2 separate regions of the Hordeum vulgare genome follow, and region 2 is linked to region 1. The links are chromatin contacts, called in public Hi-C maps. All regions are on one chromosome and are shown on one strand. Each heading gives the region's core, a stretch centred on a gene start, on an enhancer-like site or on the middle of the called end of the contact. The rest is flanking DNA. Distances are from core to core; before and after follow the strand shown. Region 1 holds the start of LOC123449042 (probable protein phosphatase 2C 30). Region 2 has its middle 7.8 kb from the start of LOC123446663.

Region 1 (7,668 bases), core at 1,722-4,221:
AGCGCCACGACATGCGGTCCATGCCACCGCCCTGAGGCCATCCCAACGGTTGCACTGACCCACGTGTTGTAGCTGCGTCGCCCATTCGGATCATAGCGCCATGGCATTTGGTCCGATTTGTTGCCCTCACGTGTTGGCTTCTATGTGGTATGCGTCACGCCACCTCCCTAGGCGCGGGAACGCCACCACCCGCCCCCGCTCTTTGCACGCTGTCACGTTCTTGTCCTACTTCGAGCACCGCCTCCATGCTCCTAACTCAGCCGCCGTCGCCGCCCATCTCCTCGTCTTCATAACACCAACTCATCTTCATCGTCACCGTCATCTTCTCCGATCACTTCATCTACTCCGATTGGTTGGCGACAACGACTCCACGCCGATTTGTGTCATAACCATCGTCGTGTCCTCCTTTGCTAGCCCACTCGACATGGCGTACAACTCATTTTGCTCCCCGTTTGTGTGCGTGTTGCTGGCAACATCGACACATGCCTTCCTCCACGACATGTCCCCGGGCCTAGCAAGCCTGATGTCACGCCTCGTCAACGTCGACTTCTACCGTCTACGCATGCCCAATACTAGCAACACTGATGCGTGCATTCGTCTACGACGTGTGCGTGGGCTTGGGAAACCCGGTGCAAGACCTCATCAACATCGTCTTCTTCCCGGCGCACCACTACCACGACACCACTGCACCCGTAACTCACACATCGCCTCCTTGTGCCCACGGCTCCATGGTGACTACCTCGACACCGGCTACCCTCACTCGAGGTTGACCACGACATCCCACGCACGGCTACCTCGACCGTGGCTACACCACCCTAAGCTCTCGGCTACCTCGACATCGACACAAATGGATATCTCCTTGCTTGAACAACCTCGTCGGTTTTCACTCTATCCATGACTTTCGCGATGTATCAACTGTTCGGCTGAGGGGAGGTGCCCGTCAGCTTACCTTCGGATTATTTTTCTGTTCATTGTCTGCGTCCCTACCGTTGTGACTGCGAGCGAAAGTGAAGTGTCATGCTTTTTTTTTAAAAAACATGGGATAAATTAGGATTTGTTCTAGCTTGTCTCGTGCTCCTAAATGGTCATGTATCCCTATATATATATGCCCACGAGGCTTTAGATATAACATAAAATCCAACGATTCCAGCAATAAACCTTTATTCCTTTTACACATTGGTTCACAGGACTGTCAAGGTCTACACATTAGAAAAAAAAAAAGGTCTGCACCTCGGTGATGCGCCCAACATGCCTCAAGACTCAAGAGTCAATGATCAAGTCACTGCAAGCGTTTATGTCACCGTCGGCAAAGGGAAAACATATGGCAAGGTTTCGTAGTTTTCAGGTGGGAAATTTTGAAGAGATTTTCCTATGATTTTCCCAGAGTTTTCGTACTACAGTGTGCAAGCTTTGCATTGCGGGCAATCACACGCAAGGAAAAATATCTCGCTGGAGAAGTGGAGAACATGGTCCAGATGGCCGGCTGGCTGTTATTCTGAAGGCCCGTCGCACGCCACTGATTACGTGCCAATGTGTCTGGCCACAAGCTCGAAACAAAGTGCCGGAATCATGGAGCGCGTGTGCCGTGTCTGTACTGCCGCGGGCGAGAAAAGGAAAATTCTATAGCTCACACGGCACACCTGGCTGGCTTTCGTCCCTCCCGGCGTTGCGGTCGTACTTGCCTGCCACCGGTATGGCGATGACGCGGATGGCTGGCTGTGCAGTGCAGGATTCCGTTCATCCCTGCGAAGAAGAAAGCTCGCGCCAAGAGTTTCGTGTTAGCGTACCCCAAACGTGCCAACAGCGACGAGAATGCATTTTGACCTTCAAATGCAGGAGCTCGCAAGGATCTCTCTGGTTATCTTCCGGCAGCGTCAACAGCTGTGAAAGAAATGATGCACGCACGGAAAATTTAGGCCGGGTGGGTCTAGCGAGCTAGCTGTCTGATTAATCTATGCACATGCCCATACTCGACGCGTGGCTTGAGTGTGTGAGATTAAGACGTCGCTCATGATCCAGACGGGCACGTCCTCCCTTTCTGTTGATGGCTCCTTCCCTTTGTGCTATGCACGTACGTGTCTGGCGTCCAGTTCAGTACATGGCATTGTCACCGGGAAATGGACTGCAGACCCGCGCGCGGCAGCGGCAGCTGGCGTGGTTTCGATGCGATTTCACGTGATTCGCATGGCACCTCCTGGTTTCTTCGAGCATTGCGGCATGGTGTAGATATGTTTGCCGCCAAAATTTCCATAGGAACGCGGTCGAACGATTCGGTTCCTTTCTCGTGCAGGCAAGGAGAATGTGAAATAGACGACAGAGCATTCCAAAACCATCTTCACCTAGTGCATCTGTTGAAGGTAAAACAGCAAGGGAAAGCCCTACAGATTCATCACGGTTCCGACGAACACAAGTCAAAAACAAGAAACCATCACGCTTGTGGAAGAAGGTCATGGACGTCGGATTGGCACCAACGGATCCACGTAGTACGTGTACGTGCATGGTGTGGCCCAGCGCCATAAATGCGCTAGCTAGCTAGCCAGGTAGGGCATGCAGAGGGAGCCTGGCCGTGGCCCATGGCACACTGGCATGGCGGACGACGGCGACCGGACACGAGCCGGAGCCGGAAGGAAGAGCGTGGCCCGTACACCACCCCTTGCCTCTTCCACATGTACCCCCTGCCGGCATTCCTTCTTATCCATCCACGGGTGTGCGGCATCGTCCACGTAGACCCCGCCCCTCCGCCCTCCCGCGAGCAACCACGGAGCCACGCACACGTGTCGATGTCCGCCCACTGCCCGCGCCGAACACCGAACGCGGAAGCGATTCCAGCCCGCCCAACTCTTGTCCCCCGGCCGCGTGCCCAGTGGACGCGCCTGCGCCTCGACACGCGTCCCCGCGGCCACGCGCGAGCGTCACGTGGAGCCGCATCCGACGGCCCCCGCGCCATCGCACAACTGTACGGGCCGGCCGCCGCGTGGCACGTAGCGCCTCTTCCCTCCTCCTCCCACATCGCATTTATATGGAGGCGCCACTTGCTCGCTGCCCCTTCAAAATCGCCTCGCCATTTGCCACACGTCGGAGGAGAGGACACCAGAGGGGAAATATTCAGCTGCCTGCTCTAGCTTGTTTTTTTTTTTGAAGAGTTAGTTCTTGGTTGGTGTCGTGATCCATGTCGGAGATCTGCTGCCACGTGCCGGCGGGGGCCGGGGCGGAGGGGAAGGGCGCCGACTGCCAGGACGGCAGCCGGGCGGCGCGGCGCCGGAGGATGGAGATACGGCGCCACAGGCTGGTGGCCGAGCGTGGGGCCGAGGAGACGTCCAGGAAGAGGCGGAAGCTGGAGGAGGAACCCTCCTCCACGGACGAGGAGGAGATTGAGCCCGCCAAGTACGGCGTGACGTCGGTGTGCGGCCGCCGGAGGGACATGGAGGACTCCGTTTCCCTCCGGCCCGAGTTCCTCCCCGGCCACCACTTCTTCGGGGTCTTCGACGGCCATGGCTGCTCGCATGTGAGCACACACATCCCTACTTCTTCTCATCTACTAGCACATGTCCACACCGAAAGGGGCAGGCACTTTGTTTCGAGGTTTGACTCGGGAGTAAATATTCATCGATTGAATTGCATGTGCGTGTAGGTTGCAACGTCGTGCGGCGAGCGGATGCACGAGATCGTGGCCGACGAGGCCCGTTCGTCGGGCTCAGACGACGCGGAGCGGTGGACGGGCGTCATGGAGAGGAGCTTCGCGCGGATGGACGCCGAGGCCGTGGGCTCAAGGTCAAGGGCCAGCGGCGCCGAGGCAGCGCCCAACTGCCGGTGCGAGCTGCAGCTGCCCAAGTGCGACCACGTCGGCTCAACGGCCGTCGTCGCCGTCGTCGGCCCTCGCCACCTCATCGTCGCCAACTGCGGTGACAGCCGTGCGGTCATCTGCCGCGGGGGCGCCGCCATCCCACTCTCATCCGACCACAAGGTATGTATGTATATATATATATATATGTGTGTGTGTGCGCCCACAACCAAGTTTTTCTAAGCTGTGCTGTTAAAGATTTCTAATGGCACGGCCGTCCGTTGTTCTAACCGTAGTTTGATTCGCTTTGATCAGCCGGATCGCCCCGACGAGCTGGAGCGGATCCAAGCGGCCGGAGGGCGCGTCATCTTCTGGGACGGCGCCCGCGTCTTCGGCGTGCTCGCCATGTCGCGCGCCATTGGAGACAGCTACCTGAAGCCATTCGTGATACCCGACCCGGAGGTGAGGGTCCTGGAGAGGAAGGACGGCGAGGACGAGTTCCTCATCCTCGCCAGCGACGGCCTGTGGGACGTGGTGAGCAACGAGGTGGCGTGCCACGTGGTGCGGTCGTGCGTGCGGAGCAAGGCCAAGCGCCGCGGGGGCCGGTCCAGCCCGACCTCCAACCTGAGCCCCAGGCAGAGCAGCGGCAGCGGCAGCAGCAGCGGCGACGAAGCCCAGAACGAGAGCGGCGGTTGTGCCGCCGGCGCTGGCTCCGAGAGCGACGACGAGGAGGTGGACGAGGCATGCGCCGAGGCGGCCATCCTGCTGACCAAGCTGGCGATCGCGCGGCAGAGCCCGGACAACGTCAGCGTCGTCGTCGTCAACCTCAGGCGCCGCCCGAGATTCTGACCGCCGCCGCTAGATCCATGGATCCACCAACACCAAGCCGGTCGTCCCTGCATCCCGACTCAGCGGCGAACGTGGCATCCATGGCGGTATTCATAAAATACACAACGGAATTATTCCGTTCATTATTCGGGGGGTGGTAAAGGTGTTCAGATCAGAACCGCCCCCGCCATTTTCCTTTCGAATGCAAAACCGGTGGTGCTTCCGGCGTGGCAAGAAACTTTCTCGAGCGTCAAGAGAAACTGTAACGTATGATATGTCCGGTGTCGCTTTGGCTCGCGGAAAACGATCAAGGCTTCCATTCCATGCATGATTCATCCTCCCAGCTCCGACTAGATCGAGATCTTCTTCCCTTCTTTGTTTATCATATGCTTCCTCCGGTCGGGGGCCGGGTGTGATTGCGCAATTGTTTGGACGCGTCCGGCAACGAGAATAGAATCGGTTGCGGAACCTCGACTACAATAATGTTTCGGGCGGGATGTTCTTGCCGGGTCCAAGAAGCTCGAGCTCGCATTGTTAATTGTTAATTCAGCAATGAGCATGCATCCGGTGGACGTGGAACCTTCACGCGCAAATGCGTGGAGCGTCGCAGGTGTCGCGCTGCCGTGATCTCCGTCTTGCCGCCGCTTGCCTCCTTTGGCAGTCGCTGAAAAGTCGTCGCGGCCGGTGGGTGAGCCGCCCTGCAGTAGTGAGTCAACAAATCCGCGGGCGAAAGCCTAATTATGGTGGACACGAGGCAGCGCGTGGTATGCTACGACTTGACGATGAGATCGTGGGGAGAAAAAAAGCAAGGAGGAAGAGACCGCTGAAATCACGTTTTCTGGAGGTGAATGACACCTGTTGCGCTGTCCCGAGTTTGGTCGACGATCTTTGGCCGCGTCCAAGAGCAGAAGATTCTTTCTTTTCTTTTCTTTTTCTTTCCGGGCTGCATAATAATGGTTTCGTTTGATCGGGACGGCGTTCATCGCCACCACGCCACGTCAGGGACGCCCCCGGCCGGGCCTTTTCCTGGTCCACTTTTAGTTCTGAGGATGAGGATGGGGATGGTGATGGTGAGTGTGAGGGCGATGCTAATACTTTTCTCCTCTAGACCAGTGCAAGGTAGCTGTGTTTTCCTGCGGCAACGTACACCTGGCTGCTCTCTGCTGGATCAGCGTGTGCACTTATAGTTCCAGTTGGTGTTGACGGGTATCGTGATTAGTAGTACTAGTATAATTTTTGAACGTAAACGGGTGTCGTGATTATGTCTTGCCTTGAGGGAAAGAATTGATTAACTAAGCCCAAGCACCCCCATGCAGATAAACCAAAGAGGGTCAGAACGTCCCGATTTTAGATATGTATTCGTACATAAACAAGATTAGCGTGGCAGAATTCCTAGATTAATTGTAGAGGCAAAAAGAACACATAAACTCCACGCGTCAAATAAAATGCGCAGGCAAATTAGCGGGTTTAGAACGGTATAGAAAGCAACTAGCAAAAGCGCGTCGTGCAACTCCTTTTTCACAAAGCTTTTGCGGCATTTTGCTTGGCAATTTAGATTTGCACAGTTAAAGCATCTCTGGCCGTTTGGCCCCACAAGGACCCGGCAGTTTGGACTCTACGCGCATGCCGGACGATGTCGGATAGTTCGTCTCTCGAGGAGACGCGCCTCCCACTTGTACATCCACCCGTGGCCGAAGCTGTTGGTCGTCGTTCCATCGTCAGGGAACATTTTGGTCATGACCTCGGGGAGCTTTCCGACGTTCGAGGTGAGTGAGGCTAACTCCAGCGCATGACTCTATCCGGTTCGGTTTGAAGTAAAACGGACAAATCCCACGGCCGAACGCGCGTCGTCTTAAACGCATCTTGTTTGTTTTGTGTCCAGACTGACTCATTTTCTGACGCAAACATGTGCTTCATTTGGGTCCTAGCGGACAGCGAGCGGACGCGCTTGAGCCCTCCTTTCATCCGCCTCGAAAACGCGTGACAGACGGCCACCTACCTCCCACCGTCCGTATTTACTGCGCACGCCTGGTAGGCCCCACCTATCATCCACTCAGGCGGGCGGTCGTCGTCCTTCTTTAAGTCGTGGACCGGCACGGCGCATGCGTCCACTCCACTCTGCGTGCCTTCTCAGGACCGACACCAAACCCTAGCTTTCTCCCACGTCCTTCGAGCTCTTCGGCCGCCGACAGCAAAGGGGTGGCGGAGCACCGGCGTCAAGGGGGAGGGGGTGCACGACCACGAGGCTGGGTGTTCGTCCGGCCGCCATCGCGTCGCGAGCAAGCCGCGCCATTCTCCTCCTCCGCCATGCCCTGCTCCGGCAGCCTTCTCCATTGCCCCTCCGAGCTCCCCGGCGCGCTCCCGGCAGTATGTCCATGCGGATGTGTGTCGCCGCTATTGGGAGACAAGGACGCCGCTCCCCTGGAGCGACCTCCACTTGCCGAACAACTGGCATATGTCCGCTGATCGGGTGTCGATCCCGCCGGTGCCAATGAGCGGTCGTGCTCGCCGCGATGAGATCCAACGCCGCCGACGCCGCCTCCCCGACGACCTGTACTACGACCTGAGGTACGCCGTGGATTCTCCCCTCTGGGACACTTGGTTCCGTGATGAGCATGAGGTGCGGCGCGCGTCCTATTTTGCGGGCGAACACAACACCCCGCGGCGGGCACGTGCAGAGCACCGGGCGTGCCCTTCGAGCCCTCCCCAGGTGCGCAGGCGTACGTGAGTGCGCTGCTTGACGTCGACACTATCGCCGTCGCCCTCTCCGTCACGACCACCAACTCCTCGCATGACCGAAGAGGAGGTAGCCCGGTTCTATTGGAAATATGCCCTAGAGGCAATGATAAATAGTTATTATTATATTTCTTGTTTAAAGATAATCGTTTATTATCCATGCTATAATTGTATTGAATGAAACATAGATGCATGTGTGGATACATAGACAAAACAATGCCCCAGCAAGCCTCTAGTTGGCTAGCCAATTGATCAATGATAGTCAAGGTTTTCTGGCTATATGCAAGTGTTGTCACTTGATAACTGGATCACATCATTAGGAG
Region 2 (7,668 bases), core at 2,230-4,729, 280 kb after region 1:
TGAGAGCGATGACGCCACACCGGTGCAGCGTGGCGATGGGATTACGGGCGAGGTGCTCGGGAGTACAAAGTAATAAGCCCAACTTCTAAATGTCGACAATTATATCGCCTTTATAACTAGCAAAATCCTATCAGCCGCATTGTGCGGTAGATTATTGTTGCTTCGCACAAAGCGAGTGACCAACGAGCGACATGGGCCAACCAATTATTTGTAAAAGATGTGTTATAGTACCGACCGGTTTTGGGAACGTTCTAGGAGGTTTCACATGATTTTTTTTGCTCCTCAACCGGTTATATGTCTTTTTTCCTTTCTATGTTTTTTCGTTTTTCTTTCCTTTTTATTTTTTACTTTCTTTATTTGTTTTCCACTTTTTTATTTTCTTCTTTCTTTTCTGTTTATTTTTTATCATTTTAAATTTCTTTTCTATTTTTCATGTTTTTTCCTTTTTCAAAATTTCATCTTTCAAAATTGTTTCGAATTTTTAAAACATGTTCATGCTTTAAGAAAATGTTTAGTTTCTCAAAATATGGAAGTGTTTCGAAAAGTTGTTCACAAATTCAAAAAATGTTTATGTTTTAATAATCGATATCAAATTTTCAAAAACTGTTTTTATTTTCAATTTTTTTTAGGTATTAAAAAATTGTTCACCTTTTCAAATTTGGTTCACAAAATTGAAAATATGTTCATCATTTAAAAAATTGTTTCCATTGTTCTTTTAAAATTTTATTTTTTGTTTTTCCTTTTTCATTTTCATCCTTTCTTATTCCTAGTTTTCCTCTAAAAAATTTATCATACATTCACAAAATATTCGGGCATTTCAAAAAATGTTCCAGCTTTCTCGAATTTATTCACATATTCAAAAAATGTTTATGTTTGCAAATTTTGTTAACAAATTTAAAAAATGTTCAGGGAATTAAGGAAATTGCTTGCGCTTTGAAAAAAATGTCCGTATTTTCAAAAAATATTTTTGTTTTCAAATTTCGTTCACAAATTAATTTTTTTTGAGAATTTCAAAAAACTTCATGTTTTTAGAAATATGTTTGCATATTCAAAAAATGTTCATGTTTTTAAATTTTGTTTGGAATCCAAAAAATGTTTAGGAATTTTAAAAAATGTGCCAGGTTTCCAAAAATGTTAACAAAATTATAAAATGTTCACATCATCAAAATGTTAATTTAGGTTAAAATTTGTTAGTAAATTCAAAATTTGTGCTAGTTTTGAATAAAATGTTCGTAGTTCAGGAAAACTTGGTTGGAGGAGGTCCACGGTTCGAGCCCTTACTTGAACAATAGTTTTTGGATTTTTTCGTGTTTTGTCAGTTTCGTGGGATTTTTTAAGGGTCTTGGTGCAAATCTAACACGTGAGGTTCTCATTCGGACTAGCTAGCACAATGCCCCCATTGATACGAAGTCACGGGTTCGAGTTACAGTGTCTCCATGTGTGTATTTTATGCTTTTTCTAAGTTGCGAACGTGGCACTCGAAATGGATCGGCCCAGGTTAGACGCCCCTCTGCAATATGCTGGCACTTTCCCGTAACAAGCGGCATATAGGAGGTCTAGTATAATTAATCGCAGCTGTGAAACCACATGCAGACGTGCTTTCCAAATCACAATTCCACACCAACCTCTGATTGAATAGTTTAGGGAGACTATATATGGCATCCTCAGCCCACTAGGGTCCAAACCATGTTGCTCGCATTTATTTCTGGATTTATTGCAGGATTGCCGACGATGCGCATTCAATGGATGGATATGTTTCCGTCGACGACGAGGTGCCCACGATGACTTCGTAAATATGAAGATGATAAGCCGGTTGAGTCTCTCGGAAATACATGATAAGAATACAATGAAGAAACAATCAACCTCCAACTCCCGCGACCCACGCCGCCCCCACGACGACTGGGTCGTGCCCTCCGCCTCCCGCCTCCTAGCCCCCCTTCCCTCCTTCTTCCAGCCGTCGATGGTGTTCTGCGCTGGCCCTTGGCCGGGTGGCCCCGGTGGTAGCGGACCTCTGGCCTTTCCCCTCCTAGCCTTGGGTGGCGGGGGCAGCACTGGCCCAGGTGGTGCTCCTCGTCGGTGACTAGTCGGCACGACGATGGGTCTTCTTTGGTGCAGTAGGGTGGCCAAGGTGCTGGTGGCACTATCGTTGGTGGCTGGGCGGCGGTGGTGGAGCTCCGGCCCTACAAGCCCAGACTTAGGCCCTTTGGCCCCGATCTGGGTCCTAGCGGGCCTGCCTCGTTGTCTCCGGTTGGCATGCTGAGTGGCTCGTGACGGAGATGGCAGCGATGACGCCACACCACTGCAGCGTGGCGATGGGAGCTTCACGGGCTTGTTTGTGTCCGACCGAGCTTATGGGCCAAAGAGGGTAGCAGCGGCAACGGCCTACGTGCAGCAGCATGAAGGCAGGGACTTTACGGGTCCTAACGCTTGGCCGTGCCTGTTTGGCCTCGTGTGTCCCTGCTTCCATGTCTGATCGGCACCCGGATGGCGGTGGAGGACGTCTTCCTGGTGGTTGCGCTGCTGTCGCCCTCTGGTTCCAATGGCTCGGTGTGCTTTTGTCGTCGCGTCCGGATGGCTACCGTTAATGACAGTGGAGGTTGTTCCCTCCTGCGTGGTTGTGATTCTGTCGGACCTTGTGTACGGCTATTTCGTCTTAGGTTGGCCGGCCTTGCTACGTTGGCCATGGTGAGACAAAATGGTGAGTGCAAGACCGTGGTGGCGTATGTTGGTAGATGGCTTAATTAGTGGAGCGCCTCGGGAGAAATCCTTTGTCATTTTGATACTCACACGATGACACATGAGAGTGTTAGCCTTCCTTCTTGAAAGGCGTCGGGTGTACCTCTTTCCCACTCCTTCGAGCGTACCCGAGGAAACCCTAGGTCTTGTCCGGACAATAGTGTTATCGTCGTCATTACTATCTTTTTTGGAGGTGTTGTTTGGTACGCGGCGAATTGAAATGCTGGGATCGTGGTGGGAATACTCCGAAGAGGGCGCAACTGTTGCGAGTCATTTCTGTTTTCTCTTTGTTTTTCTTTTGGGTGTGGATGTATTGTTTGCCCCAACAGTGTTTTTTGTTGTATTGTGTGGTTGCTATATTAATATAACGGGGCGAAAAAGTATTTCATGTGCTTGTGAGTCTATCGAAGGTATTCATAGAAATAAGATGTACGTGTGTGTTTATAAAAATGAGTTGTATCCGAGTGTATATAAGCGCTTGCGTATGTATTTTGTTAAAGCTTCGCTTGGTATGGGTGTAATATTTCACACCCGTATTTATTTTACAGGTATATTCTCCATACCACAACATGATTTCCATCTGTTTAAAAACAACGGACACAGGTTCGTTTATATTTTACGAGTGTATATCGCTGTGAAACGACGATCCAATCAGGGCATAAAATCAAGAGACTTCTGTGCAGGGCGATTGTGCAGTCGAGAAAAGGACGGCGGCGGCCAGGTTCGACAACAGCGACTACGGCGCATGATCTACCCGGCTGCTACTTAACGCGTGGTCGCTAGTGGTGACAACAGCGATCTGGCGTGTTGCTGCCTTGCGCATCCCAGTCATGAACAGCGATCTGGATGTTGTTCAAAAACAGAAAAAAAATTAGGAAGAATCATCGGTGCATGCTGTTTTGTGTTCAGTTTCAGTCCTTTGTTTAGGCTTGTATAATTCTGAAATTCCTTCGTAAACCGGGCCTCCACTGGTGGAAAAAGGGCCTTTGGTCGCGGTTCGCAACTGCCATTAGTCGCGGTTGCGCAACCGCGACCAAATAGGCGCGACTAAAGGCCCCCCCTTTAGTCGCGGTTGCTTAAGAACCGCAACTAAAGGCCCGTCCACGTGGGCGCCAGGCGGCCGTCGGGGCGGAGGACCTTTAGTCGCGGTTCTTCTGCCCAACCGCGACTAAAGGCCCCCCCCCCCCTAAACCTGTTTTCTGTTTAATTTGTATTGTTTTATTTCTTTTGTGCTTTATTTTAATTTTGAAGGAGTTTCACATATTCTACGGTACTACATACATGCATATGAATGTACAATTTCAAACAAATTTGAAATTAGAACCAAAAAGAATTCAAGAGGAATATACAATATATATTCAATATCATCGGATGACCATATACAATTTTGAACAAGTTTCCATACATAATTTAATGCATATGAAGTTCTACGTCCTCGTAATGGTGTTCTCCTTTACGATGGAGGACTTCCCTCCTGAACCATCCAGCTAGTTCCTCTTGAAGTGGTCGGAAGCGAGCTTCTGGACTAAGCATCACCCGGAGGTTATTCCGCTGAGCATTGGTATCACTCGGAACCCGCTCAGAGGTGTATCTCCGGATCATCTCATAGACATAGTATCCACATAGATTGGTCCCCGCTGGCTGAATATCCCCACCATTCTTAGCCTTTGACCTTTTGAATTCTAGCTCTTTTTTGAATTCACCGACCTTTGTATCTACGAACCGTCTCCAAACCCTACGAGGCAAAGAAAATTAAATGAACAAGAGAGTTATTAGTTACTTGATATTAGGAAATGAACGAAATAGGCCGATCGATATAGAGCGCAAATGAATGAAAATAATTACTTCTGCAGCATTCTTCTCATGCCGCCCCAAAGCTTTGGATCCATATTCAGAGAGTCGTGGACGAGACATTCTGAGGTGTCAACTTTAATTACTAGCAGAATCCAGTGGAACCTGCGGACACGATACATGCACAGTACGTCATGCATAACTCATCGATTAGCCGGCCACATATCATGCATGGAGTAAACAAAAGAGAATGTGCTCAAGACAGAAACACTCACCCAAAATGGTAAGGAAATAGAATATCACTTTTGAGTTCCTGCTTTGTAAGAAACTGCCACAGGTCTGCCTCCATGTCGGCGGGGTGATGCTCCAACACATATCCATTAACGATGTGTGGGTCAATGAACCCAACATCATGGATGTTCCTTACTCTGCATTCCTTAATCTTCATTCTGCATGTATAATAGCGGACACAACAATATAGTTACGACATATATATAGTGCAGGCAATATGAACGAGATGGGGTATAAATAAATCACTTACAGAACGTAGCAACTGATGATAGATTTGTCGAGCTCGCGCAGATTGAAAAGCTGGAACAATTCACTCAGATGAATTTGTACATAGTAATGTTTGAAGTGATGCTCATATCTAACTTCCGCATAAATATAATCTTTGGCGTTTTTATTTTTTATGTAACCCTTGTACCATTTCAGCAGACCTTTCATTTGTGGAGGTAGATCCTCTTCCTGCGCAGGCTCGACGAGAGGCCCATTCTTCACATATGTAATTACTACCTCCTTCACTGGCGCCTCATCAAGGCCTAACATTTCACGAAGAGTAATACCTAAGTTGGCCGCTTGTTCTCTGGCACTCGTTACAGTCAATCCATGTGCTGCCGCAGCTGCTATGATATCGGGGTCATCCGGACCGGCGGCTTTCACTATAAGCGGGGCAATCGATTGTTTACTTTGTTCCCCGAGCTGGGCAACTCGTTTCCCGCTTTTTTTACTTTCTAATTCCGTTTTCTCGGCCTCCTCCAAGGCTTTGTTCTCCTGGTTCTCCGCCCGCTCTTTCTTCTCCTTCAACATGAGTGCCTGCCTACGAAGTTCACGTGCATAGTCGTCAGGCAGATTCTTCGCGGCTTGGGACGGTGTGCTCAAAAATGACTTAGCCCACTTCTTTTGCTCATCAGAAAATACTGGCTTGGGCTCGGGCTCTCTTTTCTTCTTGCAGTCCGCCTTCCATTTCTCATGATCAGCAGCCGCCCTCGCGGCAGTTTCCTCGGCACTACGTTCCCAAGGCCTTGTGGGGAGAGGCTTCAGTGATGTTCTTTCAGGGAAAATTCAGAAAAATAAAACTAATTCAATTCAATATGTTAAAAACACAAAAATTATATCAAAAAATTAAGAAAAATAAAACTAATTCAATTCAAAATGTTAAAAATACAAATAATATATCAAAAAATTCAGAAAAATAACACTAATTCAATTCAAACGTCCTTATCCCACCGACAGTTTTCTTAGATGACACAAAAACCACATTTAGTCCCGGTTGCACCAACCAGCCGGGACTAAAGGTTAGATGACCAGCTCTGGATTCCTCTTCTTCCCGCCATTTCTTCCCTGTCTTCCCGCCTCTTTCTTCCCGCCACTTTCTTCCCGCCTCCTGTCTTCCCGCTCCCATTTTTCCCGCCATTTCTCACTACATATATGTAGCCCGGCTTGGCCAGCATTATCACATCTCTACAATCTCTCATCACTCTCTCATGGCTTCCACCGCACCCACTCTAACCTACCAGCAGGTGGAGGAGCTTTGCGCCTCGAACTACCCTTGTCCACCGGGCTACCGCGTCCCCACCGGCTGGAGCCTAAGCGCCGGCGGCGTGCCGGTCCCTCCCGTCCCTCAGGGTACTGCGCGTCGGGCGGCCATCACGAACCACTACTACCTCGACCTCACGCCGGAGCAGCGGATGAATCCCCGCTGGCATCCCGATAACCAGCATACTTGGGACGCCTTCTTCATCAATCGGCGTGAAAGGGCGCTCGCCAGGTATGAGGAGGACGGTCTGCCTCCTGGGAACTTCCACGAGGCCGGCCGTCGGCTATGGTGGTACGGCCGGACTCTGCAGAGCGTCATGGACTACATCACGGCCGGCGATATCCCCCGCCTGCGCTACCCTCAGTTCGAGCCACGAGCGCCGCCCGACGACAGCGACGACGACGGCGGCAACTTAGAAGGCGACGACTACCAGTACAACGACGACAGCAGCTATGAAGACTACGAGTATGCATATTATACGCCTAGGCAGGAGTATGACTAAATCACTCCAAATTTCATGTATCATCAGTGGTATCTCGAATCATTCGAAAATGGACACCAAACACATCACGGGTAATATAATTCACATGATCCATTCAACAAAGTTTGGTACAATAAATTATTACACATCATTTCTTCCCTTGTGTCCCTGCTTGCTTACGATTGTGCCGTATCCATGGAGCATCCTCATCATTTAACTTAATGCTTGGGTCGGTGTTCACTTTGAAGGGCGGAATTTCAGCAAACATATTATAATCTTCTGACATGTCTGTCTTGTCCTCCACTCCCACGATGTTTCTTTTCCCTGAAAGAACAATGTGGCGCTTTGGATCATCGCATGATGTACTGATCGTTTTCTTATCTTTCCGTTTCCTTGGTTTGCTACTCATGTCCTTCACATAGAAAACCTGAGCGACATCTTTCGCTAGGACGAATGGTTCGTCAAGGTAACCAAGATTGTTGAAATCCACCATTGTCATTCCGTATTGCTGGTCCACCTTTACCCCACCTCCTGTTAGCTTGAACCATTTGCACCGGAACAAAGGGACCTTAAAGGAGGGTCCATAGTCAAGTTCCCATATCTCCTCTATGTAACCATAATATGTGACCTCTTGCCCATTCTCGGTTGCTGCATCAAAGCGGACACCACTGTTTTGGTTGGTGCTCTTTTTATCTTGGGCGATCGTGTAAAATGTATTCCCATTTATCTCGTACCCTTGGAAAGTCGTTATAGTCGAAGATGGTGTCTTGGCCAACATGTACAGCTGATCTACAACATCATTGTCATTCATTAAATGTTTTCTCAACCAACTGCCGAAAGT

Evidence for each region. Hi-C and Micro-C count contacts between places; a contact is called where the count stands out from the background.
Region 2: a Hi-C map of leaf shows a contact between it and region 1, with 2.6 times the contacts expected there. The contact joins the enhancer-like site here to the promoter of LOC123449042 in region 1. A contact is called at or near these places in 2 of 6 Hi-C or Micro-C datasets (leaf and seedling).

What each region holds. Positions count from the first base shown.
Region 1 is chr4H:481,540,604-481,548,271 of MorexV3_pseudomolecules_assembly, forward strand. It overlaps LOC123449042 (probable protein phosphatase 2C 30), which reads left to right and starts at 2,972. Exons shown (of 3, transcript XM_045126111.1): 1 at 2,972-3,505; 2 at 3,632-3,964; 3 at 4,097-4,937. The coding sequence starts at 3,170. The coding sequence ends at 4,630.
Region 2 is chr4H:481,819,467-481,827,134 of MorexV3_pseudomolecules_assembly, forward strand. No RefSeq gene overlaps it. Among protein-coding and RNA genes, the nearest start is that of LOC123446663, 7.8 kb to the right of the region's middle. Within about 2 kb of position 3,480, at least 1 of the 3 cell types and tissues checked has open chromatin away from gene starts, as enhancers often do. A contact at or near this core is called in leaf, where this site is marked.